Regions from separate parts of the Mus musculus genome. Here all the other regions are linked to region 4. Evidence: chromatin contacts called from public HiChIP or PLAC-seq data. All regions are on one chromosome and are shown on one strand. Each heading gives the region's core, a stretch centred on a gene start, on an enhancer-like site or on the middle of the called end of the contact. The rest is flanking DNA. Distances are from core to core; before and after follow the strand shown.

Evidence for each region. HiChIP or PLAC-seq counts read pairs in DNA pulled down with a chosen protein or histone mark.
Region 1: a contact with region 4 is called in an SMC1A HiChIP or PLAC-seq map of large pre-B cells, with 3 times the contacts expected there. The contact joins two enhancer-like sites. A contact is called at or near these places in 1 of 15 datasets of contacts at CTCF or cohesin (large pre-B cells), 1 of 484 Hi-C or Micro-C datasets (liver), 1 of 115 datasets of contacts at active chromatin or transcription factors (differentiating embryonic stem cells) and 1 of 9 other capture datasets (embryonic tail).
Region 2: an H3K27ac HiChIP or PLAC-seq map of T-cell acute lymphoblastic leukemia shows a contact between it and region 4, with 6 times the contacts expected there. The contact joins two enhancer-like sites. A contact is called at or near these places in 2 of 484 Hi-C or Micro-C datasets (embryonic fibroblasts and uterus) and 2 of 115 datasets of contacts at active chromatin or transcription factors (T-cell acute lymphoblastic leukemia and large pre-B cells).
Region 3: a CTCF HiChIP or PLAC-seq map of large pre-B cells shows a contact between it and region 4, with 10 times the contacts expected there. The contact joins two enhancer-like sites. A contact is called at or near these places in 1 of 15 datasets of contacts at CTCF or cohesin (large pre-B cells), 2 of 115 datasets of contacts at active chromatin or transcription factors (T-cell acute lymphoblastic leukemia and embryonic stem cells) and 1 of 9 other capture datasets (embryonic tail).
Region 5: an H3K27ac HiChIP or PLAC-seq map of T-cell acute lymphoblastic leukemia shows a contact between it and region 4, with 4 times the contacts expected there. The contact joins two enhancer-like sites. A contact is called at or near these places in 1 of 15 datasets of contacts at CTCF or cohesin (large pre-B cells), 1 of 484 Hi-C or Micro-C datasets (the HPC-7 cell line) and 3 of 115 datasets of contacts at active chromatin or transcription factors (the SCID.adh cell line, T-cell acute lymphoblastic leukemia and differentiating embryonic stem cells).
Region 6: an H3K27ac HiChIP or PLAC-seq map of differentiating embryonic stem cells shows a contact between it and region 4, with 5 times the contacts expected there. The contact joins the promoter of 2610307P16Rik here to the enhancer-like site in region 4. A contact is called at or near these places in 1 of 15 datasets of contacts at CTCF or cohesin (large pre-B cells), 7 of 484 Hi-C or Micro-C datasets (B cells, embryonic stem cells, nephron progenitors and 2 more), 10 of 115 datasets of contacts at active chromatin or transcription factors (astrocytes, craniofacial prominence, differentiating embryonic stem cells and 6 more) and 2 of 9 other capture datasets (embryonic stem cells and embryonic tail).

Annotation. Positions count from the first base shown.
Region 1 is chr13:28,854,576-28,858,604 of GRCm38.p6, forward strand. All of the region lies in intron 2 of 2610307P16Rik (RIKEN cDNA 2610307P16 gene), which reads right to left. Among named protein-coding and RNA genes, the nearest start is that of 2610307P16Rik, 29 kb to the right of the region's middle. Within about 2 kb of position 1,551, at least 9 of the 459 cell types and tissues checked have an H3K27ac peak or open chromatin away from gene starts, as enhancers often do.
Region 2 is chr13:28,755,311-28,759,562 of GRCm38.p6, forward strand. The region is part of intron 3 of 2610307P16Rik (RIKEN cDNA 2610307P16 gene); the gene reads right to left. Among named protein-coding and RNA genes, the nearest start is that of Mir6368, 47 kb to the left of the region's middle. Within about 2 kb of position 2,326, at least 286 of the 459 cell types and tissues checked have an H3K27ac peak or open chromatin away from gene starts, as enhancers often do.
Region 3 is chr13:28,670,521-28,674,394 of GRCm38.p6, forward strand. All of the region lies in intron 3 of 2610307P16Rik (RIKEN cDNA 2610307P16 gene), which reads right to left. Among named protein-coding and RNA genes, the nearest start is that of Mir6368, 38 kb to the right of the region's middle. Within about 2 kb of position 1,316, at least 15 of the 459 cell types and tissues checked have an H3K27ac peak or open chromatin away from gene starts, as enhancers often do.
Region 4 is chr13:29,601,017-29,605,165 of GRCm38.p6, forward strand. The region is part of intron 9 of Cdkal1 (CDK5 regulatory subunit associated protein 1-like 1); the gene reads right to left. Among named protein-coding and RNA genes, the nearest start is that of Cdkal1, 250 kb to the right of the region's middle. Within about 2 kb of position 1,600, at least 12 of the 459 cell types and tissues checked have an H3K27ac peak or open chromatin away from gene starts, as enhancers often do.
Region 5 is chr13:28,831,799-28,836,040 of GRCm38.p6, forward strand. All of the region lies in intron 2 of 2610307P16Rik (RIKEN cDNA 2610307P16 gene), which reads right to left. Among named protein-coding and RNA genes, the nearest start is that of 2610307P16Rik, 52 kb to the right of the region's middle. Within about 2 kb of position 1,718, at least 55 of the 459 cell types and tissues checked have an H3K27ac peak or open chromatin away from gene starts, as enhancers often do.
Region 6 is chr13:28,882,695-28,886,698 of GRCm38.p6, forward strand. It overlaps 2610307P16Rik (RIKEN cDNA 2610307P16 gene), which reads right to left and starts at 2,728. Exons shown (of 8, transcript NR_045054.1): 1 at 2,450-2,728; 2 at 621-883.

The DNA of each region.
Region 1 (4,029 bases), core at 301-2,800, 750 kb before region 4:
AGATACTGGGGATTTTGAACTAATGATAATCTAATCTAGCAGGTGGGAACGCAAACAGATAGTGCCAAGACTGTTTACAGGCCTGTCCTCCAGGGAAGGCAAAGAGTGACCCTGAGCCTGTGCTGGCAGGCACATCTGAGTTAGATACAGCACAATGCTCTGCTTGGTGAGAAGCAGTGGAAGAAGGTCTTTTTTTGACGAAGCTGGGCCCCACCACAGAGCAAAGGAAACAGCACTTTTTAAAGACAATCACTTCAGCCAGACCAGGTGATGCAGCCTGTCATTTCAGCTACTATAGAGGCTGAGGTAAAAAGATGCCAAATATACATGAGCTACAGAGACCAGCCTGAGCAAATGAATACTTCATCCATAATAAAAAATATAAAAAGAGAGCTGGGGGGGGGCTAATCCCCATGATAGAATACCTATTTAGCTTATGCGCAGCTCAGGGACTGGAAAAGAAGACAGTCATTTCAACTCAAGACAAGTTTGTTTGTTTGTTTAATGTTTTTATTTCTTTGTTTTTGTTTTGCAGAGGGGTTGGTTTGGCTGGTTTGCTTTTTGCTTTTTTTTTTTTTTTTTTTTTTTGAGATAGGGTTTCCCCACATAGCCCTGGCTGTCCTGAAACTGACTATGTAGACCAGGATAACCTTGAACTGACTATAGCTTAAATGATAGAGTTATGTGCCTCAATGCTTGATGAAGCTACCACTGACAAGCCTCAGACCATGAATTTATACTCACAATTAAGGAACTGAGACAAAGGGAAGGCAACGACAGATTCACAGTTACCTCAGGTTCTTGGTCTTGGATCCAACCAACCGGGAGTTAAAAATAGTTCAGAAAAACATGGGGCTATGAAACGTGTACTGACTCTTTTCTTACCATCCATCTCTAAATGCTACAGTGATGCTATTGCTTAGCTAATAGTTTTATACTGTGTTGTACATGGTAAGTTATAGAGAAATGATTGAAAGCATAGGAGATAATTTTCTGGGGCAGAGATTCTTAACCTGTGGGTTGTGACCCCTTTGGAGACCACATATAAGATATCCTACACCACAGCTACTTACATTATGATTCATAAGAGTAGCAGAATTACAGTTATGAGAGAGAAACAAATTAATTTCATGGTTACCACAACATGAGGAACTGTATTAAAGGGTCACAGCATTAGAAAAGTTAAGAACCAGGGGCTGGAGGGATGGCTCAACAGTTAAGAGCACTGACTGCTGCTCTTCCAGAGGTCCTGAGTTCAATTCCCAGCAACCACATGATGGCTCACAACCATCTATATATAACAGGATCCAACTCCCTCTTCTAGTGTCTCTGAAGAGAGTAAAAGGGTACTCACATACATAAAATAAATAAGTCTTTAGAAAAAGAAAAGAAATGTTAAGAACCACTGGTCTAGGGTCTGTGCAAACATTATACCATTTCACTCAAGGGCCCTGAGAATTCATGGGGTTCGGTATCTCTGGTCAGTGCTTTCATGAGGCTACAGAGACCATTTACCACACACTGGTTCATTGAGAGATTCAGAATAAATACAACTGCTGAGTCTCCATCCATCACCTGAAGCAGCAGCATAAGCTATTGTGTAGAACCGGTCAATCCATCAACCTGAGTATTCGTCTTGCATAAATGTAACTACAAAACCAGGAATAAATTGAGTAAAACAGTTCTCCAATCTGTTTTTCTAGGGCACTTAAGTTATGCGTTGGTTATTTTCCTGGTGCTGTGACCAATTACCTGACAAGAGGCAACACAAGCAGCTGGTGAGAGGAGGGGGAAATGGGATCCCCAGAGTAAGCTAGCTAGCTCTGCTAGCCAATAATGAGCTACGGGTTCCAGTGTGAGACACTGCCTCCATACATAAGGTAGAGAAGAATAGATCCCTCATCTCCACATGCATCACATACATGGATGTACACCTGCACACAAACAGCAGTTTAAAGGAAAAAGAATTCATCCTGGTTCAGGGTTTAAGGGAACACAATTTATCATTTCAGGAAGGCGGAGGGTAGAGCAACAGGTGGCTCCATGGCCACCAGCAACTTGCTCACACATCTGTAGATCAGGAAACAGGAAGCCCTAGTAGGAAGCAAGGCTGGGTTACAATCCACTTCCTCCATCCAGATACCACCTCCAAAGAGTTCCACAACATCTAGAAACAGCACAGCCAGACGGGACCCAAGAATGGATATGTTTTATTCATACTCGTATCCCTACTTTTTAATCTCAGTCTCTAGCAAAAACTAGCAACTCAATGATCAAGGAATAAATGAACGTGTGGTGTGTGGGGTTGAAAAGCCTTTAACATTATGTAAGCCATGTCGAAAACAGATGTTTGACCACAGATGAATGGCTCAGCCTTGGACACTTCTCAGTGACATGAGGAAAACCTTCACAGGCACGTTACTGTCTTAAACAGTCATCTATGATGTTACTTTAAAGCAAACGTGCCAGACAGGGTCACACACACCTGTAATCTCATCACATAAGCACCTGGGGAGTATTGACAGGAAGATGGCTTAAAGTTTAAAGCCAGTCTTAGGTAGAGTGGAAGGAAACCTGTCTCAGTAAAACAAGCAACCAAGCATAGATACTCAAATTCATCTGTCTACGTGAAAACACAATGAGATTCCACTACTTATCCAAGAGAGTGACTAAAACGTAAAAATTAACGCTATCAAGTATGAGCAAAGCTGTGGTAACACATGGAACTGCCACAGAGACTGGGGGAAGTGTAAATTGGTACAGGCACTTTTGGAAAACTATTTGGCAGCATCTACTAAAGTTTAATATATGCTCTCTGTCCCAGCAACTCCATCTCATAATAGGAACGCACACATATGTTCAGTAAGAGACATTCCACAACGATGTTGGAGAGTGCATCAAATCATCACACCACGTGCCCTGAAAGTACACAATCTTTGCCAAATAAATATTATTTAAATTCAAAAGAAGAATGTTCCCAGCAATAGTATTCCTAACAACAGCTAGAGACAATCCAAATGCCCTCCAAGAATAGAAGAAGGCAGTGTGTCATGTTCAAGAAAGCGAGTGTCACACAGCAAAGAGGTGCTACTGCCACAAATCTGAGCCTCACAAACAGAATGCTGAGTATGGTCCCAACACAATGGAGGACAGTGGGCCTTTCCATGGATGTAACTAAATAGCATGAAACTCCCTGCAGCATCTGCCCAATGAAGGGATTATAATTCAGTGGGCACAAAGTGGGAATCCACGCTCTCCATCTTAAGAGTTCATTTTGTGATAAGTCACTGAAGATGAATTTACAACTGTGTACTCCCCTTTATGTATTTTATACCTAGTAAAGAGGTTATAAAAATATATTCAAGAGATGATACTCTCTTATCTTCCTTTTCTTGTTTAAATTGCGATCTCGGCAGGTATGTTGACACAGTAAAAGGGCTAAGAGCGATAGCTCGACAAGCAAAACACTCACCAACCAACCCTGACAATATAAGTTCCAATCCAGCACCCACATTAAGGTCTGACATAGTAGCATGTGTATCTGCAATCCCTGCAGTCACACAAGAAAACAGGAAGTTCAGGGACCAGCTAGCTGGGCAGACACAGTGGCGAGACACTGTCTGAATCCAGGCAAGGATCAACATGCAAGGTTGTCCACTGATTGCTTCACATGCACTCTGGCGCACATGTGCCCATATCTGCATCCACACATATTGGCTCGAACATGCATGCACATGTGCGTGTGCTCTCTCTCTCTCTCTCTCTCTCTCACACACACACACACACACACACACACACACACACACACACACTCACACACACACACCCCAAACACAAGTTAGTGAGTTAGTCAATCAGTTAAAATACAAGACCCTTAGAACTTTTGCTTTACTGGATGCTTTTAAAAGGACAGCTAGAAGAAAAGAGAAAAGAGGAAAGAGATTGAGTTAGTATTGAACAATGGTACTACCTGATCTATGTCCCATCAAATCCCGGCGCCAGAAAAAGAACGGGGCTCAGTAATAGAGT
Region 2 (4,252 bases), core at 1,076-3,575, 840 kb before region 4:
TGTTTGCTCACTGTGGAAAAGCTAAGGAGAGGGATCATGAAAAGAAAACACTTGTATGTGCCCGTGGCCTGCATTCAGCTACTGATCATATCCAGGTTCACATAAACGTACATGCTTTGCAGAGATAATGTTGCACATGCAGGCTCCCGTTTTCAATTATGCTTTCCAATCTAAATTTACAATGCTGCCTACCAAGGAAAGCAAGATCTCAGTGTTTAACATTTCCTCATAGACTTTCCACTTCCATACCTCTCTCTGTTGATAGAAGATAGAAATGTTGACCTTTTATATTAAACATGCTTTCTACATAGAGATTTCATGTGTGCATCAATAAATTAGAAACAAGTTTGCTCTACCTTGTTTCAATGCCTTTGGGTTGTTTGTTTGTTTGTTTTTTGAGAGTCTTATCTAGCCTGTGCTGTCCTCAAAGTCTGTATAATGTAGCTAAGGCTGCCCTTCGACTTCTGATCTTGGTGCCTCTACTGTGAAAGTGTTGGGATGACAGGAACGTGCCACGATACTGGGCCAAAGTGTATCTTTTAAGGTACCCACAAAATGCAGTGCACACACTGTGAAATTAATCACTGAAGTGACAGCTCTGGTCTGGAGAGAGAGAACTCAGCTGGTTAAGTGCTTTCTATGCAAACATGAAGACCTGAGTTCTATCCCAACTCACAAGAACAAAGCCAGGCATGGTGACAGGCCTCTGGAATTCTAGTGGCCAGGAAAAGGAGACAGGAGGATCCCTAGAGCTGGCTCTCCAGCTAATCTTGCTGAAGCAATGAGCTCCAGTTCACTGTCCCATGTTCAGTGGAACCACTACCTCAAAAATAAAGTGGAGGGGACTGCAGAGTAAAGAGACTGCCCTGGGGCTAAGAGCACGCAATGTGCCTGCAGAGACTGAGTTTTGTTCCCAGCACCTATGTCTGGTAGTTCATAAGTGCCTAACGACCACTCCAGGGAATCTGACATCTCTGGCCTCTGTGAGCACTGCACTTAAGAATACAAACTCATGCTCATGCATACACATCTATACATAATATAAAATAAATAAAAATGAATATTAAATCTAAAAAGTAATAATAATTAAAGAAGACACCAATAATAACCAGTCTCTGGCCTGTATGTACACTCGCATACACATGACCCCATACACATGCATACACACCATATACCACACACACAAAACAATAACAATAATAAGTAACCTCTATTACTAATAAGTAATGTAGACCAGAGTTGGAAGAGCCTGTGTTTAGCATACACAAGGCCCTGGGTTCTCCAAAAACAAAAACAAATAAATGTTATTAATTGGCCTTTTAAGTTCTACCATCCCAGGGCCCCAGACTCTGTGTCATGCTTTCATGCAAGAGCGTGAGAGTTACTTTGCTTCCTACAATACAGCTGAGGATGCTTTCTCGAGTTGTTCAAGCAAATACAAGCCACACATGGGGTATTAACAGAAAGAAAATATTGAAGGGGGATAACAGAACTGGTTAACCATGCCCTAAGGCCTCTACCACTAGTGAATTTTAGAGACATCTTAACTCACTACTCATAAATGTCCCTGAAAAAAAAAATATTCTCTCACGTTAAGTGGAGGAAGAGACACAGGTCAGGTTTAATAGAAGGCCAAGGGAAAGGGTCAACGCAAGAGCAAGAGTTCACAGTAAAGCCAGAGCAGAGGGGGGCCAGGCACAGCCTTTCGGATCTCAGACAAGACAGGGGAAGCCCTTCCCTCTGCAGCCTTCTCCTTTGCATCCGCCCTCACCTTCAGGTCTGAAGTAAACCTGAGCCAGGAGCCTCCTGGTGCAAGCAACCCTCTCAGAACTTAACAGTCTCAGGTTTTAAGCAACTCTTAGAGCCTCAAGGTCAGCTAGGGTACACACACACACACACACACACACACAAAGAGGAAAATAGGTCGGGAAACAAGAAAAAAGGAAACAAGTCACTTGGCAAACCAACCTCCACGGAGAATTAGCTTCTGAAAATCTTCTGAGCAAACAATTCACACCATAAAACAGCTGCTGCTTGCCATCTGCGGGTCCTAATCAACACACGCACATACACACACACACACACACACACACACACACACACACACACACATATATACTTCTGCCCAGTGGTACCCTGGCTCCTAGCTATTTCCTGTCCCCTTCAACCTCCTAAGCAATTCTTGGTCAAAAAAACGAAGTCACAAACTTACAGGCACTGACAGTGTTTTCCTAGGGTAGATTCTGTCCAAGACGTTATGACAGTAACAGAAAAAGAGCAAGCAGGCCTTCAAGTCCTGACGTCTGCTCACCACTTTCAAAAACTGGCTCCTGACCTTATTCTCACTTGGGTCCTTCAGGTCCAGTCGGTGAACTCTGGACCTTTACTGGACCAGATCAAATCATTTCTAGAACCACTGTACCACATTTTATTTAGTCTTTCTGTTCCTCTCCCCCAGCCTCAAACGAATGACTCTGTGCCAAAAAAAAAAAAGCGGGAGGGGGGAGAGAAAGAAAAAGTTGCTGTTTGAGAGAGTATCAGCATGCTTGATTCATGCCAAAGTTTACAGCATAGTTCTATCCTGAGCCACAGCGAGGATGGGCCGTTGTGGGGGAGGGAAATGGAGCCAGGCAGCTGTTTTTTCAATAAACTCTAGCAGAATCCCGCCCACTTCCTGCACTGGCTTCAGGGACCCCAGCAGAGAGGAGGAGGAGGCAGCCAGCGAGATCTTCCTCCTCCAAGACTCAGGCTACTGCCTCCCTGGCTCGGACCCTCCTGATCCACCCCTGAACCTCAGGAGGGCAGCCAGAGGGTTTGTCCCAGCTCCTTTGGATGTTTATTTCTGGTCTCCAACTCCCAGGAGAGTTTCACCTCCTCTCTCCCTAATCTTAGCCCTCCCCACGCTCCACCCTCCCCCGCCCGTGTATCCTAGCTCTGAGGCACACCAGGCATGACTGCAAAAGCAGGGAAGGGAAGGGAGTGCGTTTCTCATCCCACACCTTCCAAGAATATGCTGGCCTTCCCTCTCTGCAGCTGTGGTCATCAGTCCCTCGGCTCCTCAAGCCAGCCTTTCCTCAGGCAAAGCCTCTGAGTTCAGTTTCTTTTCTGGAGTGGGAAGGGAGGGCAGGAACATGAGAAGGCACGGAAAAGCTGCTGCGCCCACCAAGACCAAGCAAGCGGCTCAGTCAGCCCTAAAGCTTTAATTTGTTAACTTAGAAACCCCTGGGGCATTGCAATCAAAGGAGGGCTCCACCCAGCAACACCTCTGATTACTTTTTTCCCTTCTAGTGGGCAAGTAAAGAAGAGGGGAAATTAGGACAACCGTGTGCAAAACAGAACTACTCCATAACACGGACTTGGCTCTCACAAGGTCCAGATTACGGACTCAACACCTCCATGCCTGTCCAAATGGAAAGAGAAAATACTCAGGGTGCAACCTAGATCCAGCTGCCCAGACAGCCTGCCAACCAGAGCATCAGTAAACCCCAAATTGCTGCTCAGGCCCCAGATGGCTTTTTCATTCCTTCTTTCTTTTTAAAGTTCTTTAGGGTTTTCTAGTTCATACTGGTAAACTGACTCTTTCATATCCTGGTTTTAATATGCGCGAATCAATAAGCAACAAACCCTTGGTGTGAAAGGGTCTGGTATAAGCATAGAAGTTTATACACAGTGACTGTGCAAGAAAATCAATCTTTCTTTTAAAAAGTCTCAGATCTTTCATAAATGACTCAACAGTAACCAAAGAATGAAAATGATTATGTCATAGTTCTGTTAATGATTGAAATATAAATTAAAAAAAAAAATCAGGCTCGAGGAGATGGCTCCGTCCATAAAGTCCTTACTGAGCAAGGGCAAATATGATGTCCTCAGTCTGATCTCCAACACCCACATGAAAGACAGGCACAGCTGTGTGCTCCAGAAATCCAAGAGCTGGGGAAAGGAAGGTGGGAGGGCCCCAGGGCTCCCTAGCCAGCTAGCCTGGCTCAACTGGTGAGTTTGGGCTCCCAAGAAAAATCCTGTCTCAAAAAAGAAAAGGTGGGAAGCAACTAACAAAAACATTACTTTGACCTTTGACCCCAGGCACATGAATATAATCACCTACTCCCCGCCTCTCCCTCCCCCTCCCCTCTCTTCCCCCCCTCACCACACACACACACACACACTACATGAGTTGGCACATAACCAACCCTAGGTCACCCTGTATTTCCAAATAGAGAAATAGAGATCTCATATAGCCTAACTCACTGACTTC
Region 3 (3,874 bases), core at 66-2,565, 930 kb before region 4:
GTGGGACATACTAGCATGATGGTCTCCCAGGCACTAGATGAGACTGGGGACCCTCAGGAGGAGTCTACTCCGGGCATCTCATTCTCCAGGAAGATGTTGTAACAAATGCTCAGACTGGATAAAGAAGTGATACATTTTAGACAAAAGGCGACAGGGTGTGGGGCTTAAGTAGAAGAAGGCGTTAGAGAAGTCTCTCAATTGCTTTTCAACGGAATGGCCACTTCAAGGGTTAGGGCCAACAATGGCAGAGAACAGAGATCTGAAAAACAATGTCAAGACACATCTTTGACACATTGTTTGACAGCTGTGATCACAGGCTGAAGATAAAACTCTCTTTTAAATAATAACCATTGTAGTACATTTTAATAGAATAATAAAACTAAAATATCCTTTTAATAAAAGGATGCACTACCATCTCTTTTAAGTATTTTTTTTTAATGATCATTGACTTTAAAGAGCTTTCTAATAAGATTATCTGTCCTAGAATGTAGAGCAAAGAGATCTCGGACTACATAGAAATGAACTGAGCTCGGCTGAACTTGCAACACAAAACAGTCCTACCCTAACAGTCCTAAGAAGCCCACAGAAAAGATAAGTCCCTGGACTTTCCCGGTGTGTCAAGGAAACACAGTAAGAACAATGCCGGACTGGAGAGACGTCTCAACTGCTAATGGCACCTGTCAGTAAGCCTGGGCTACATCCCCAAGAGCTAAGTAAGGGAAGAAAATATCAGCTCCCATAAATTGTCCTTTGACCCCCACGCCTCCCCTGTGGTACACATGCTCATACACATACGCAATACATAAATAAAATGTATATATTACAACATCTTACCCTGAATGTAAAAGTGAGCACACACACACTCAGTCCTGCTAACCAACACTATATTTTGCTAAAGTGGATATAACATGTCTTAACAGAGTTACCTCCCCATGCACACCCCACCCACACAGCCTCGGTTCCCCGGTGACTTCAGCTTCACCTGTGGTGTGAATTGCTATTTGGATGACAGGTTTCTTAGAACTTAAATCACACTCGGGCTGTTTTGCCTTCAGCGTTGACACAGTGCAAATGGAAAGAAACCGGTCTTGGTAAACATGGCCCTGACCACCATGGGAGGTCAGGAGAATGTTGATCCTAGACCCCAAGAACAAGGCAACGTATGCCACAGACACGGTGTCTGTCAGACTTGAAGTATCTGGAGCCTCGGAGCACCCTACCCCGGCTCTGCATTCCCAAGCCACTGAACTGTGAAGGCCAGGAAGACGCCGTTAGCTAAAAATGGAGGCAGACAGCTGCGTGTCGGTCTGTGACATGATCTTTTCAAAATCCCAAGGGCTCATGCTACCTAAAACAGCCAAGAGGACAACCTCCTCCCCTTCTATTTTATCCTCCCCTCCCTCTTCCTTCTCCACCTTCTTTCACTCCTCCCCTCCCGCCTCTCACTCTTCCTTCTCTTCCTCCTCCTCCTCCTCCCTACTATCCTCCTTTTAATGTAATACCAGCAAACCACATTCCAGGTCAGAAAAAGTCCCCATGACCACCTGAAAAGCTCCGCCATATTTGATCTCCAAAATTAAAAGGCAGGAAGTTAGAAGTAGTAGTTAAATGCTAGAGTTCTGTCTGAAAACCGGAAATCAATGCAGGACACAGACCAAAAGAAAGACAATTTATTTAATGGCTTTTAGAGGGCTGCCTTTTGTTAAATACTGATTTACATATAGGTCAAAAAACACAATCACTAATGGTAACAGAAGACAACCTATGTCTTACATTATCTTTTCAGCCATTTGTATGGACAAGAGAGTCGAGAAATTGTAAAGCCTGCCTGGAGCTGGGTTAAGAAATAACTGACCATGGGGAAAATAGTGAAGTCTCTAAAAGAGACATAGAGCAAGAAGTGCAGTCAGCAGAATGTCACCAAATTACACCCTTCATCTGCCTTGCCTTTAAAATGCATGCCCTTCAGACACACATGCAGCCAGCACACAGCACAGCCAGGAAGAAAACACTCCACAACCAAAATGACAGCCTAGGAGTTTGTGGCATTTATAAATGATGGTTGGAGATTCGGGTTTCATTTTTCTGTCTAAACAAAAGATCCATGGAAATGATCCTCTGACACATACAAGTGCACACACACACACACACACACACACACACACACACACACGGTTTATTAGCCAGGCATCAAGAATGCAATCCCCAGCACTATGGAGGCTAAGGCAGGAGGATTGCTGCAAGTCGGAGTTCAGCCTGAGATACTCAGCAAGGACCATCAAGAGTCAGGCCAGTCACAGTTACAGAGACCTTATGTCAAAAATTTGAAAAGAGATTTATAAACAAAGTGACTCTGAATCCAAAACAGCAAGCAAAGAGACCAACTAAGTCCAAAGTCCCTTCTACCAGTCACTGCTTGTCCACAGGGAAATCAGAAGCCGGTTTCGTTGATTTTCCAGGAAATGGCTCATTCCCATAGTAAATTCTTCACTGAACTGTGAACCACATATGCTCAGTTTCAATTAGGATGTAGCAGTCTTCCAACACAAATGTTTCTTTGGTTGGGTTTTGGAGACAGGGTCTCACTATGGATTCTGGAATAGCCTGGGACTTACTAACTAGTCCAGGTTGGCCTCACACGTCTAGTAACTCCTCAGGCCTCCCCTGTGCTTGGATTATGGTCAATTACCACCACACCCAACTTTGAATCCCAAACTTTGAAAGAAGTTTGGGGGACAGAGAGGTAAGAAGAAAACCCTAACAGATACCCAAACCAAGATGGCATTAGGACAGAAGGAAAGACTATTTTTCACTCAGATTTATATGAAAATCAAACTGGAAATAAGGGACCTATCTATACCTGAGGTACCAATACGAACTCTATCACCCATTCAGAACAGTGTTTGTGGAAGGCTATTATGGACTGTGAATGGATATTTTATATCAGTGTTGTATACATACAAACATACATATAAACAAACAAACATACATATATACACACATACATACAAACATACATATTTGTTTTACCACTATGTCAATGATTTGAAAATTATATGGGGAAGTAAAATAAACATCTCTCTGCCTTCCTCTGTTTGGTTTTCAAAGATTCTGGTTGCTGAAATGTTAAAAGAGACAATTTGTTCCTCCAGGGCCTTGGTTCCCCAAATCTTACAGCTGACAAGTCTCAACCTGGGGCAGTAAAGCTGAGGAGGGGCTTTCCGGTGCTGAAGGACTAAGCCAGCAGCTGCCTGCTCCTTCGGCACACTTGGCTCATGAAAACTTGCTGCAGCGTTGGGCCTGTTCATCTCATTTGCCAGTTTCCTGGGCTTGACACCAATAAGAAGCCAGAACATTTGTTGTTGTCCATTTGTTGAGTCACAACAACTCAAGGCTTCAATGCCACATTGAAAGAACCTGGCCAGCTGGGAGGAGAGAGAAAGCAATTCAGAGAACAGACATTACCAAGCCCTCTCTTGCTTTTCCTGATGGAAACCAGTCAAAAAGGAAATGTTGCTTTCTAATCATCCTAATGAGCCATTTTTTAAAAATCATCTCCTCTTAGAAAAGCTGTCTTCAATTCAGGTATGTTTCAATAAATAAGTGTTTGCAACTGTAACTCAAAAAACAGGTACTTCTGATAATTAAGACCAACACTGAAGGTCAAGTTTAACTACAAGTGACTGTTTAATGTTCACCTTTCTGGTACAGTTGACATATTTCTAGATGGCAAACACAGACAGAAAAAAATTGAGAAAAGCTCCAAGTTCCTGAAACACCATCAGTAACAGTAAGTGTTATCATCTAGGATAGTTAACACTTAAATTGTATGTTGTGTGTGTGTGTGTCAAAAATACCTGAGCTTGTTTATCTT
Region 4 (4,149 bases), core at 350-2,849:
GCAGCGGACTGTGTAAGGAACAAGTCAAAACAAGACAAGCGATAGATTCAGATTCTAGAAGAAAAAAGACTCAATCAAGAGTGATTTCAATGCACAGGCTCAATGCTCAAGTCATGACTCATGAGTGGACAGGGAACACTAAGAAATGAACACATGTCATAAACAGGTGCTCGGGGATCATACTATGATACAGCTGAAGAAGCAGGATCAGGGCCAGTCTGGGTATGGCACAGTGAGTTCTTGACACAGGGGTCAGCCCCAGGGAAGCCAGTTCAAGCTGGTCTGCATACTGGCTAGATAGATCCAGTTCAGTCAGTTGACCCTGAGGCCACCTGAGGATTGTGGGACAAGGGGAGTAAGAGAGTAAAGGGAAGGGAGGATTCCAGATACACCTTCAAGGCAGCAGGCTACAAGTTCCCCAGGTCTTTGTCAAGGTTTTAGATTGCAGGGCTGTGGACAAGACTGTTTGGTCAGGGTAAGAATCACTACCCTATTTAAACACTGGGAATAACTTTAGACAAATTTTACAAATTGCTTAAGAACCTATTTTTGTTCTCCATTTAACAACATAGCCTGCAGTAAAGCTTAACTAGCTGCACTGGTCTTGGGATCACATGGCTGCTCAGGCCATAGGTACACCTGATACTATGGCACCCACAGCAGCCACACCCTCATGTTCTGAACACAGCTGTAGGAGGCTAAATTTGTGCTTCATCACTTTATCTCCCAGTACCTTGCACATGTCCTATGTTCAGTAAATGTGTTCCCTGACCTGAGTGCATTGAACTTACTAAACTCACAGAGCTAACATACCATTCTAGTTTGCTTTCTGTTGCTCAGATAAAACACTGACCCAAGTAGCTTGGAGAGGAAAGAGTTTATTTGGTTTTGGCTTTGGCTTCCAATTTCAGGTCATAATCCATCATTACCAAAGTCAGGGCAGGAGTTTAAGCCAGAACTGAAGGAGAAATCATGAGGAATGCTGCATCCTGGCTTGCTCCCAGGCTCAGATTCTACTAGTTTTCCTATAGAGCCTAGGGGATGCCACCACCAACAATGGGCTTGACATCATTCACATGAGCTCAGTCCTCTTACATAAATTCGCTATAAGAAAAAGACCCCACAAACATATCCATGGGCCAATTGATGGTAGCAATCCCTCAACTGAGGTTCTATCTTCTCAGGTGTGTCAAGCTGACTACTGAAATTAGCTATCACACGGGTCCCAGTGAAACTTTTAGAATGGGAACAAATACTGCTTATGAGACCACAGTAACATGGGCATTTCAGATATTACCATGTATGAATTCTGACACTAGAAAATAACTTCCAGTCAGATTTTGTGCTTTCATTAAATCTAGGCCAACAAAGAAACAGCAAAAGCAAACTAAAGGCAGGAATACTACAATTCAGGCACATTTCCACAAACATGAGACCAGACATGTCCAGGGTGATGTGCACAATACTAAACCCTCATATCCAGTGTTTGAAGCATCAGATATCATATATCACTGTGAAGTTCTGCTCCATCCCCTAGAGCAGCACAATGACAGAGGTGTGTCACTCACAGGCCACACCCACTCTTTTCCTGTAATGCACTTTCAGCCTCCAGGGACAGTTCCAGCTGATGGAACAACTTCAAAGGGAAAATGTTATTACTGACATTCTACACAGATGAGGAAACTGAAGCTCAGAAAATGGAAGGGATTTTACAAGAGCATGAATCCAGGAAGCAACATAATTCAAATTCAAAGCAGACCTACCTGACTGTAAAATGTACAGACTTAGCCGGGTATATGTGGCACACACCTGTAATGCCAGCACCCAGAATGTCAAGGCAGGAAGACTGCTTCGCATTGGCCTTAGCTCCCCAGTGAGACGCACAAATGGACTTTTCTTCTTTTTAGAGACCTATTTCCTACATGCTAAAAATAAAAACTAGAAAATGAAACAATATCACTAAGCTTAATTAGAAGCATGAGATCTCTCACCAATCTATAAACATTTCCATTTTTTGCTAGACCATTTTTTTATATAAGAGATTGTTTCTATTACAGGCCTTCAAGACAGCTCAATGGATATGGGGGAATACTGCCTGACCTTACAGCCCAAGTTCCATTTCTAGGACCATATCATGGGAGAAAGACAAGATGCCCTCTGACCTCCACATGAGTGTGCCTGTGCCAGCACACACCCCACATCCTCCCCCAAAGCCCCCAACACCTCACACCCTCACAAGCATACACACCCTACCCTGTCCCTACCCACCATATATGTCCACAACCCTCAAACCCCACAAATCACATAGAATCCACACACTCACAAACCCCATACACACCCACGTACACCACACACGTTAAATAAATATGTATATATTACAAAAACAAAAGTCTGGGCTGGACAACTCAGCAGTTAGGTGCTAAGTGCAGTTGCAGAAGACTGAGGTTCCATTCCCACAACCATGACTGCAGTTTCAGGGGATCCAATGACTTCTTGTGACCTTGGAGGACAACAGGCACACATGCCGTACATGGGCACACACATAAAACATTTTTTTTTAGTCTAAGAAACGACTGCTACAGCTTTCTGTTTGCTTTTCCCTTCCAGGGCAACTCTACCCTCAGGTAGCAGTGGCCCCCAGAGCCATCTGCCTGCCATGTTGGTAGTAAGAAACAGAGACTTGGCCTCCTCATTTGTCTGACAACATCTGTACAAAAAGTAGACACATATTTCCTGTCCCAAGTGGAAAGATCTGCTACTCATAATGGCAGAGACTTTTCCAATCGCCAGTCTAGCTCTGCCAGTTTTAAACCCCAGGTTCTTAAATTTAGCAGCAGCCCACCGGTGTGTTCTGATCCCGAGTCGGCCCCAAGCCGCAGCAGCAGCTGGTAAAACGGAATGCTAATTCATTACAGATGGTAGAACACAGCCTACATTTAATTTATTTACATTTTCAGAAATTTTGGATCTGCAGTGAAGATGTCAGATTATTTTAACAAGTAAGTTTAGCCTTTTTTCAATTTGGTCAATGCTCAATAAAAAAATTAATGTTTATATGTTAAAAATTCTTTCAACAAGCCCAATTAGGCCTCTATTCCCACAGTTTGTATTTTATAAGCTATTTAGCTGGTGAGCCTTTTCTGAATGTCTTATTACAAGCAAAGTTGGAACAAAATTAGGCCTAAACGTTTGCAACAGAACCCTTTCTCACAAGGCATGTTGCTGCCTTTGTGTTCTCTAGCCCTGCCATTCCGGGGAGACTAAGAGTTTAATAAATTGTAAGATTATTAAATATCTCTAGAGACCCCTCCCCTTTTTCATCACTTAAGGCAATGGCGACCAAAATACCAAATCACTTGCTTAATTTTGAATAGCCAAGTACACAGAGAAAGAGTGGCCAACACTCAAAGGCTGATGCGGCGCTGCTGCCCTCTCCTGGACTCGGTGATCCTAACCCCTCCCCACTGCCTAGGAACAGTGAAACTGAGATGTGGAAGTCAAACACTAGGTCAGGTTCAAAGTTTTCCTGAAATTTTTGAACTTAATTTTATTAAATCAAATGTGTGTGTCGCTCTCTCTCTCTCTCTCTCACACACACACACGAGAGAGAGAGAGAGAGAGAGAGAGAGAGAGAGAGAGAGAGAGAGAGAGAGAGAGTATTAAGAGGTCAGAAAGGTTCTCCATGAATCTCCCACTTACTGAGAGAGCTAGGGAGCATTGATTTTCAAAGTCTTAGACTGTCATCCCAATTTCTCAGGGTATATTTTACACGAACCACCACCCACCCCACCCCCATCTCTGCCGCCACTTCAGCTCTTTTCCCTGTCATACCAAGATAGGTCATGTTCCTGGACCCTAGCTTGGCTAAGCTTATCAGAGTGTTCCATCACCTCTGAAATCATTCTCCCATCAACTAAGAGGTTGCTCTCCAATAATTCAAATCTTGCTTTCTACTTCCTTGTTCTGTTTCATCAAGAAACAAAGCAGCTCACTCTAGAACAAAATTAAAATGAAAATACCTTTCCTCTATATAATTTTGTTTCCTAGTATGTCATTCCAAATCTTTAACTACTTGGGGACACCCAAAGCTAGTTTATAGGGGCTTTAGTTATGTACCTGGAAACTCCCTCTAGCCTCAGTAATTAACCT
Region 5 (4,242 bases), core at 468-2,967, 770 kb before region 4:
AACACTCACAAAAAGACTCAGTATGCATGAGGTTTTATAGCCTACTATTTCAAGTTTCAAAGACCAATTTCACACTGTTATCAACTGCTGCAGATAATTTAAAACTAAAAAGCAAACCTCTACAAAGACACAACATAATTTATTCCTGCCCAGAAAAACAATATAAAACAAAAGCACAGATGAAGTTCACTCCGTACAATCATGGGAGATGGAGATGGTGAGACTGAGACCTGAGACCTGAGACCAGTAGAGAGATGTGATCTAAGTATGAATGTGTTACCCCATGCTTTGGGATTCTATTCCGTTCAGTTCAGTTCTGTTCCATTGGCTCACTTTTATCCTGGAGAGTGTAGAAGGGTAAGACTGTGCCTTTGCCCCTGAGTTGCCTGGTAACCATCATTTGAGATTATGAGAAGGTCTTTTTAAAAGTACACACAAGGGGAACGCCAGGGCCAAAAAATGGGAATAGGTGGGTAGGGGAGTGGGGGGTGGGGTGTGGAGGACTTTTGGGATAGCATTGGAAATGTAATTGAGGAAAATACGTAATAAAAAAAAAGTACACACAAACATACATACATATACACATATATAGTTATGCACGTGTGTTTATGTATACAAAAACTTATAAAAATGTGTATAACACACACACACACACACACACACACACACACCCCAAATCACTATCTGTACATCTTAAGCTCTCCTAAGTCTGCCTTTCCTTACTGTAGTTGGGATATGTGGATTAAGTGGACACATTCAGTATCATCCACTATACACAGCAGCTTCTCTGCTGTATACTGCCCTACTTTCGTAAGTCTGGAACATGTATTTGGTCCCAAAGCCTTTGATAAAATGCTTTGCCACGATTCAATATTTTAAATGTAAATAAACCACTGCATCATGTATTGATTTTATTTCAGATACCGTTTCTCTGATACCTTAAGAAGAATAAAGTCTATATTACATGCCATTCTCTTAAAGATCATTTTCTTGGAGAGGAAAACATTGTCAAAAGTATGATGGATTTTCTTCTGATGGATGGGGGAGTTGGGGGTGAGGGGACTCACAGGGTAGCAACCGCTGTCACTAATCAACACAGCCACAGCCTGAGGATTGAAAGGAACAGTAAGGGGACAGTGTAGCTTGCCATTCTATGATCCTAACAAGGTGTGTACTGGCAAAGCCAAGCCGGAAAAAAATAACCCTGCGACTCATAACCTGGTGTCTGCCTCCTTTTGGCATCTTAAGTTTAGATTCCATAAATACTCTGAATTCTACTTTCTCCGTGGCAGGATTACTTAATTTAAAGCTATACACACCATCCGTGCCTCTGCTGACTCTACAGGTTATAAAACTAAGGCCCAAGAGATTACCGATTTCTTCAACCGACTGCTAGCAGATCCCCGAGACACAATTTGTCATGGCTATGATGGCACCTGGAACTTTGTATTTGCTTCAAGAGGTCTTCTGCATTAGACCGGCAGGAGGCAAGCAACTGATAAAAAGATCCACAAATCCTTCTGCTTCAGAACAGAGCCACCCCCACCCAACAGGCAAGATCTGGACCCTCACTTTCTTTAATCAGAATTATGTGGGGTTTAAGCCAGGATAAAAAGATGTTCAGTTCCATTCTTTATGGGTTTCTGGGGGACCAACACAGGGGTGGGAATCACAGACGGCTGTCACCAGATCTGCCTCACACGCAGGCAGGAAGCAGGGTGGCAGTTAGAAGACAGGAAGACTGGGGGTGAGCAGAAACTTCCCACGGTGCCTGGAGAGATGAACAAGCTGTTCTCTCAGCATTCTTTTGGACCCAAGTGACTTGGTTCCTGGGCTCCCAGAGAAATGTGTGCCCTCCATAAGGAAGTCTCCACCTGCTTGGGAGAGATCACTACTCAACTGGCAAGATAAAAAGGAATGGTAGCTTTACCACCTACATTTCTACTCTAGCAATTAGTAAACTGAAAACAAGGGCTCAACAATCATCTGAGTTAATATTATTATTGCTATTGTGGTTGTTAGGAATGTAGAGCTTTAACACCTGACACTGACATTGATGGGGAATGTCAACTGGTACAGCCACTGTGGACATCAGTATGGCTCTTCCACATGGCTACAAACAGAGCTAGCTACCTTATGATCTGGCTGTACCACTCCTGGTATATATTCAAAGGAATCTTCCACTGGGACACTTGCATCTTCATGTTTATTGCAAGACTATTCACAATAGGCAAGATCAGGAACCCGCACTGATGCTGACTGGTGGATATATATGTGCAGTGCAATTTTATTGAATTGTAAAGAACCAAAATGAAACTGTAGCATTTACACAACTGGAGATCATTGTGTAACAGAAATATACCAGACGCAGAAAGATGAAGGGGGTCCATTCTCACATGTGCACATGTGCAGAATCTAGTTTGCTTTGTGTATGTGTGTGGGTGTGGGGGGTGGGGGGGGAGGGAGGGAGAGAGAGAAGGAAAGAGAGATGAAAGTAGAAAGGTCACTACAAAATGGGAGGAAAATGGCTAAAGGGAGGAAGGAGGAGAACAAAGGGATGGCTAATGGAGAAAGATAAAATGCCTCACTTTCGCTCATATATGTAGTCTATATTTAAGCATAACACATATGGCATGAATGCAAAGAAGGAACTATTTGGGAAGAACAAAGGGATGACCAAGAAAGGGGGTGAATGGAAGTGGCATGTGAGGGGATAGGAGCAAGATGCAACTACGTGTGTGTGTGTGTGTGTGTGTGTGTGTGTGTGTGTGTGTGTGTGTGAAAATGAAACCTATTATTTTGCATATTTACCAAATTTTAACTTAAAAGCTTAAAGAAAAGAAAACTGAGAACAAAAGCTATGAGCCAGACCTTGAGCCAGCCTATCAGAACTCCAACATCTTGGTTAGGTTTCCTGTATTACTGCTAATATTTGTAAGGAATTTAGAGAACAGTGTATTAGAAAAACAAAAACTGAAAAAGCTTATCCAGAAATGCTATTCTGTGCCATATAGAAATATTTAAGTTGTGTCTTTTTAATACATCTCCCTAAAACTAATAATATATACTATTTAAATTTAGCAAGTTAATAGTGAATTACTCTAAAATATCATTAATGCTGATTTACACACAAATACATGCATGCACACACCAAAAGAATTCTGTAGAACTTCCTGGAAATTATAGTAGTTTTCCCATGAAAAGAGGGAGAAAAGTCTTTGCCATCATTGAATAAAATCTGTGTCGTAGATTTTCATCCTAGATAGCTCTGCTGTTTCTCATGCCGTAACCATGCCTTCTCCATTACTGAAGTGCATGAGGCAACACAATTTCCATCAACTTTTGTCAGAATGTAGGATCTGTTGACCCATGGGCCTGCTACACTGAGTCTGCTCCGCTTGCTAACACAGTTTTCAGTCATCCTAATTATCCACTGTGTATAGGTACCAGCTCTGTTCTGTGGTAAGACCTGCCCACTGTGAAAGCCGTTGCCACAATAAGGAAGGATATGAAGATGTATGAAGAAGAAAGGATAAAGCAAAGAGATGAAGGGAGAAACTCATCATCAAGAGACATCAGAGGAAGGAGGAGGAGCAAACTGGGCCACTCTCCACTCCGGCATGACAGTCAGGAAGTTCATTCAGGGAAAGAGAACCGTCAACAGTGGGAAGCAGATGGGAGAAAAGAAGCCCAGGTAAGTGGGACCACACAGTTCAAACAAGAGGGAGGGACTCATGGCCAAGCTCTTTGGCTAGACTATCGCCAATGTAGTAAGCAAACAGGAGGGATAGCAGCCCCAAATCCCCACCAAACATGAGAGATTTCCTTTAGGGATGGATACAAAACAAAAACAAAAACAAAAACAAAAAAAACAAAAACGAGCAGTAGCCATAACAACAAAACAGAACCATCCGTGTGGTACAGAACCATCCATGCACCCGGGCCATTTGTGTTTATGTGTATTAACTCATCTGAAACCCACAGGAACCCAAGAGAGAGAATATGAATATGGTTTCAGTGTGAAATGTCCCCTCCAGGCTTGTGCAGTTTAATACTTGGTCCCCAAGTAGTGGTGCTGTTTGGGGGACATTGTGGAGCATTTAGAAAAATGTGGTCTAACCGGTAGGAAATGGCTATGGAGGTGCACCATGTGGGTGAGAGCCCACATTCCTTAACTTCCTGATCCACCTGGATGTGAGCATGCTCCTGCAGCCATGATGAGCTGTCTCAAACTGTGAGCCA
Region 6 (4,004 bases), core at 1,478-3,977, 720 kb before region 4:
GTAAGGTATTCAAAAGGGAATAAGAACTCTTGGGTATCTGCCATGAAGGTTAATCGAATCCTCCCTCGTGTCCTTTGGTTATGGCAAGGCCAAAGCTTCCATTCTAAGAGAACCCACTACACTTTGTATTGACAGTCTACCATTAGAAATGTATGTATTTGGGGGTCACTTCTGGATTTTGTTAACAAAATGAACTGTCAAGATGCATAATAATAATAATAACGACAACAACAACATAATGCAAGCCTGTTCTGTTAAAATAAAATATTCACGGTGGTATCTAAGGAGAAAATCAGCCACAAATAAAATAAGGTATGGCCTGTTGAACATATTGGACTCATTACTGACATAAAACATATATAACTCTACATAAATCAACATTCATTATACGTGCAGATATTGATGAATACGTGGTAAAAAAAAATCAATAAACTTTCATCAGATACTCCCAAATTATCATTCCACTTCAGAAACTATCTACAAAACACAGTCCCCAAGAAGGAAACATAAAGTCTTAAGTCACTTTAGGCGGGCAACAACTCAAAACAAGGAGACAGATCTCCAGTGGCATTAAGTATCAGGCCCAAAAGGAAGTGCTCGTGGGTGTCTAAGAAACATACCTTCTACAAGTAGAGAATTCTCGGGCATCACACTCCAATAATCCACATAAGGAAAGCCTTGTCGAAAATCCCAGCAATTTAACTGAAGAAACTCTAAATGAAGAAGTTGATGCTACTTTGTCCAGTGCTAACTTGCAGCGGTCCTGGCATCTTCATGCTAGCGGCTGGTAGGTATATATCCAGTAAGAGAAATTCGAAGGCATTTCAGTAGAAGTACTCCTGCTAAGTGGGTGACATGACTCTTGGAGTCGCTGGTATGACACCTATACAATTAGAATGTATTAAGGTTAGTTGTCGGGACAGTCTATACACTCCCTCCCTAAAAGAATAACTGTCGTCTTAATTCCTTTCAGTCTTTGACATAAAGATTCAAAGCTCCCCGGCTCTGGCACCTTGCAGAATGCTAACTCTCAGAAGTTAATGCATTGTTTGGATGCTTCCTAGAGTCACCCGCAGTAGGATGAGTTCTGTGTTTGACTTGTCTTGTTAAAAAGTGTCTCCAGGAGCTTGAAGAACACCTCCAGCATTTGGAAACACAGAAGAGGGTGGAGAAGGTGATAAATTACCTTGGTATTTGGACGGAGCCCACAAACATACCTGAAGACCATGAGCCGGGTTTTGTGTTGCAGAATCAAGATAAAGTCATATTTAAAGGCATCCGACAGATAAAGCCAACCTCTGTCCTTTGGACCCTAACTTAGATCTCTAAGTTATCTTTTTTTGTTGTTGTTGTTTAATGAACGCAAGTGGCTGGTAGAGATAAACAACTTTTGGAACGAAGTAGAAAAACAGCAAAAGATAGTTCATATAAAGTGAAGATATTGACTTACTGAGCAAGAACCAATGCAGAAGCATTCCGAAGTTAGGGGACTTGGGAAACAAAGTTAGGAAGCCGCCCTTCACCGCTATCTGGAGGGAACCTCGCTGCTTCCCCGCTGAACAGAGACGAAAAGCCGCCGCTCTTTTGGGCGGGTGTGGCCGATAGAAACAAAAGGTTAAAACACAAAAGGCGGGGCGGAGGGCTAGGTCAGGGGAGCTCGGCAGGCTCGTGGTTCCCTTCCTATTCAGACTGGCTGAGATAGGCCCGGGGGTCGCCAACACCTAAGAGAGGATGGATCCCGACGAGGACAGCAATAGGTCATTCTGGGTGGGTCATTAAACTGAACCAAACCACGGAGGTGAGGGGAGCGGACTCTTAACTAATGGTCCAGGCCCCATCAGCTTCATCTGCGCAGCTCTTGACAGTCTGGAACCTGTGGCTTCCTCAACTGGACCCCAGCCCCCAAAAACTTCCCGGACTCCTATTAATTTGCTGGAACTCCCTTACCACCCAAACCCTGTCTACATTCTATTGTTGCACGCTTCGTGTCTCCAGAGCGCTCCAGAGACAGTGAAGTTTGAAAACGCGTGAGGAAATGACCCCCACCTCTGCATCTTTCTTTTTTTGTGACCAAAGTCAGAGCTTATGTGTGGGTGAGCCTGATCTAATTCCCATTCTTATCAGAACGTTTTCCTCCAATCTACACACAACCGGGGAAAAGCGAGGCAGTATCCAGTTTGGATGCCCTTCTTCTTAGCCCCTCACCACCCCTAAAGAAGAAGCACAAGAGATGAAGGCGTTTAAAATAAACAAAACAATCTGTGCGAGAGTTTAAAAGAACAAAAGAAAAGGAGAACCGGGAAAAGAGATACAATTAAAAAATAATAATAAAAGACAAGAAACAGAAAGAAACAGTCAAACTTGGCTGCTAGATCTATGACTTTGCCCTCGGAAGGGCTGGGAGCAGGGGGACCTGAGGGAAGCAGGACAAACAGGACAAGTCACTCACCTTCTCCCTCCACTTCGTCGCACTTTGAAGGGACATTGTTTCCATTGTTGCAGCCTGCGAGGCGCTAGGATACTTTTGCGCAGCCTGACAGCGGAGAAAGTCGCGTTGACAAAGTTGCGAGAAAGAGATACTCGGGCGTCCAGGGAGCTGGAGAAGGAGTTCATCAGAGTTTCCCCTTTTGTTCCAAGTCCCAGAGCAGACAAAGAGGCGGAGAGCCGCGGCAGGTTTCTCCCTCTCACCCCTTCCTCCTCTCTCCCTCCCCTCCCTCCCCGCCCCCTCCCTCTCCCCGCATCTCCCGCCCGACTCTAAGCCTTGGTGCGCAGCTCCGGCTGCTCTGTCCCCAAGACCAGCAACTCAGTCCCGACCCTCTCTCCTTCCATCTCCCCGAAAACTTTGCCCAGAAGATGCGGGTCTTGGTCCCTTCTCACACCCTTTGAACACCCAGCTTCCAGTCCGCGCTCTCACGCCCGGGGAAATCTCCAAACTCATTGTTTCCGGGAGATGCACCTCTTTGTTTGCACTTTCCCTGCCAATCAGGGAGAGGAGCGGTTCACTTTGGCAATGAGTTTCTGCCATTTCTCAGCATCCCAAGAGATGTAATATGAAGGAGCCAGTCAACCCTTTAAGGTAAGAGGTACAATCATAGGTAGGGCTCACAGATGCCTCTCCATCCATGACCCTCCATCCTATGTACCCTCTTCCAACCAACAGCCTGGAAGAATTCAAAGAAGTTCTAAGTGATGGAAAAGTCTCTTCTCCCTCCCTCATCAGTGCCCACACAGGACCCTAGGGGAAAACCCTCAAATCTGCATGGCAGAGGCCACTAAGTATCCCACAGGGACCTACACCTTGCCCTTGTAGGTTACCTGTTGCTGCTGGTACTATGCCACTCATGGGGGGTGGGGGGGGGCCTGAACAGAGACCACCGGCTCAAACCTCAGAGAACTTCCTCTTATCTCCAACTATATTAACAAGACTCTCAGGTTAACATGGCTCCTTCCCAAACCTACTGTTCCTTCCTAGTTCCCTTCCTTTCACAGCTACAGGGTCTTCCTCCTTCACTTCTAACTCCCCATCCTCTTCCCTCCCCCACCTTCTGGTCCTGGGCAAGCCAGGTGTCTTCCTTGTCTGGGAGTCTCTCAGTCTTTCTTAGAGCCTTCTGAAAATCATCCATCAGTTCCAGAACTGGGGTCCCCACTTTACACCGCAGCATTCAGCTCTCATCCCAACATGGTTTCCCCCCACCCCAGGAACTCAAAGCTGCACCAATTTCCTTTCTAGATCTCACCAGAATAGAAGAAAAGCAGGAAGGTGGGAGAAGGTAGAGGGACACGCAGCCTTTTATATTCAGTCTTCAGGGCAAAGGGGGTTTAAAAAAAAACACTCAAACATTCCAAAGCAAATATTCAACCTCCTGCTGGTGTCCACGCACCTTATATACTCTTTCTCCAAATCTAGACAGGGAAGACCCAATGAGTTGTTAAATGTGAGGGTAAAGAGATGGGGTGAAAGGGGGCATAGGGAGCTGTATTCCTGGCTAGGATTAAAGATGCGA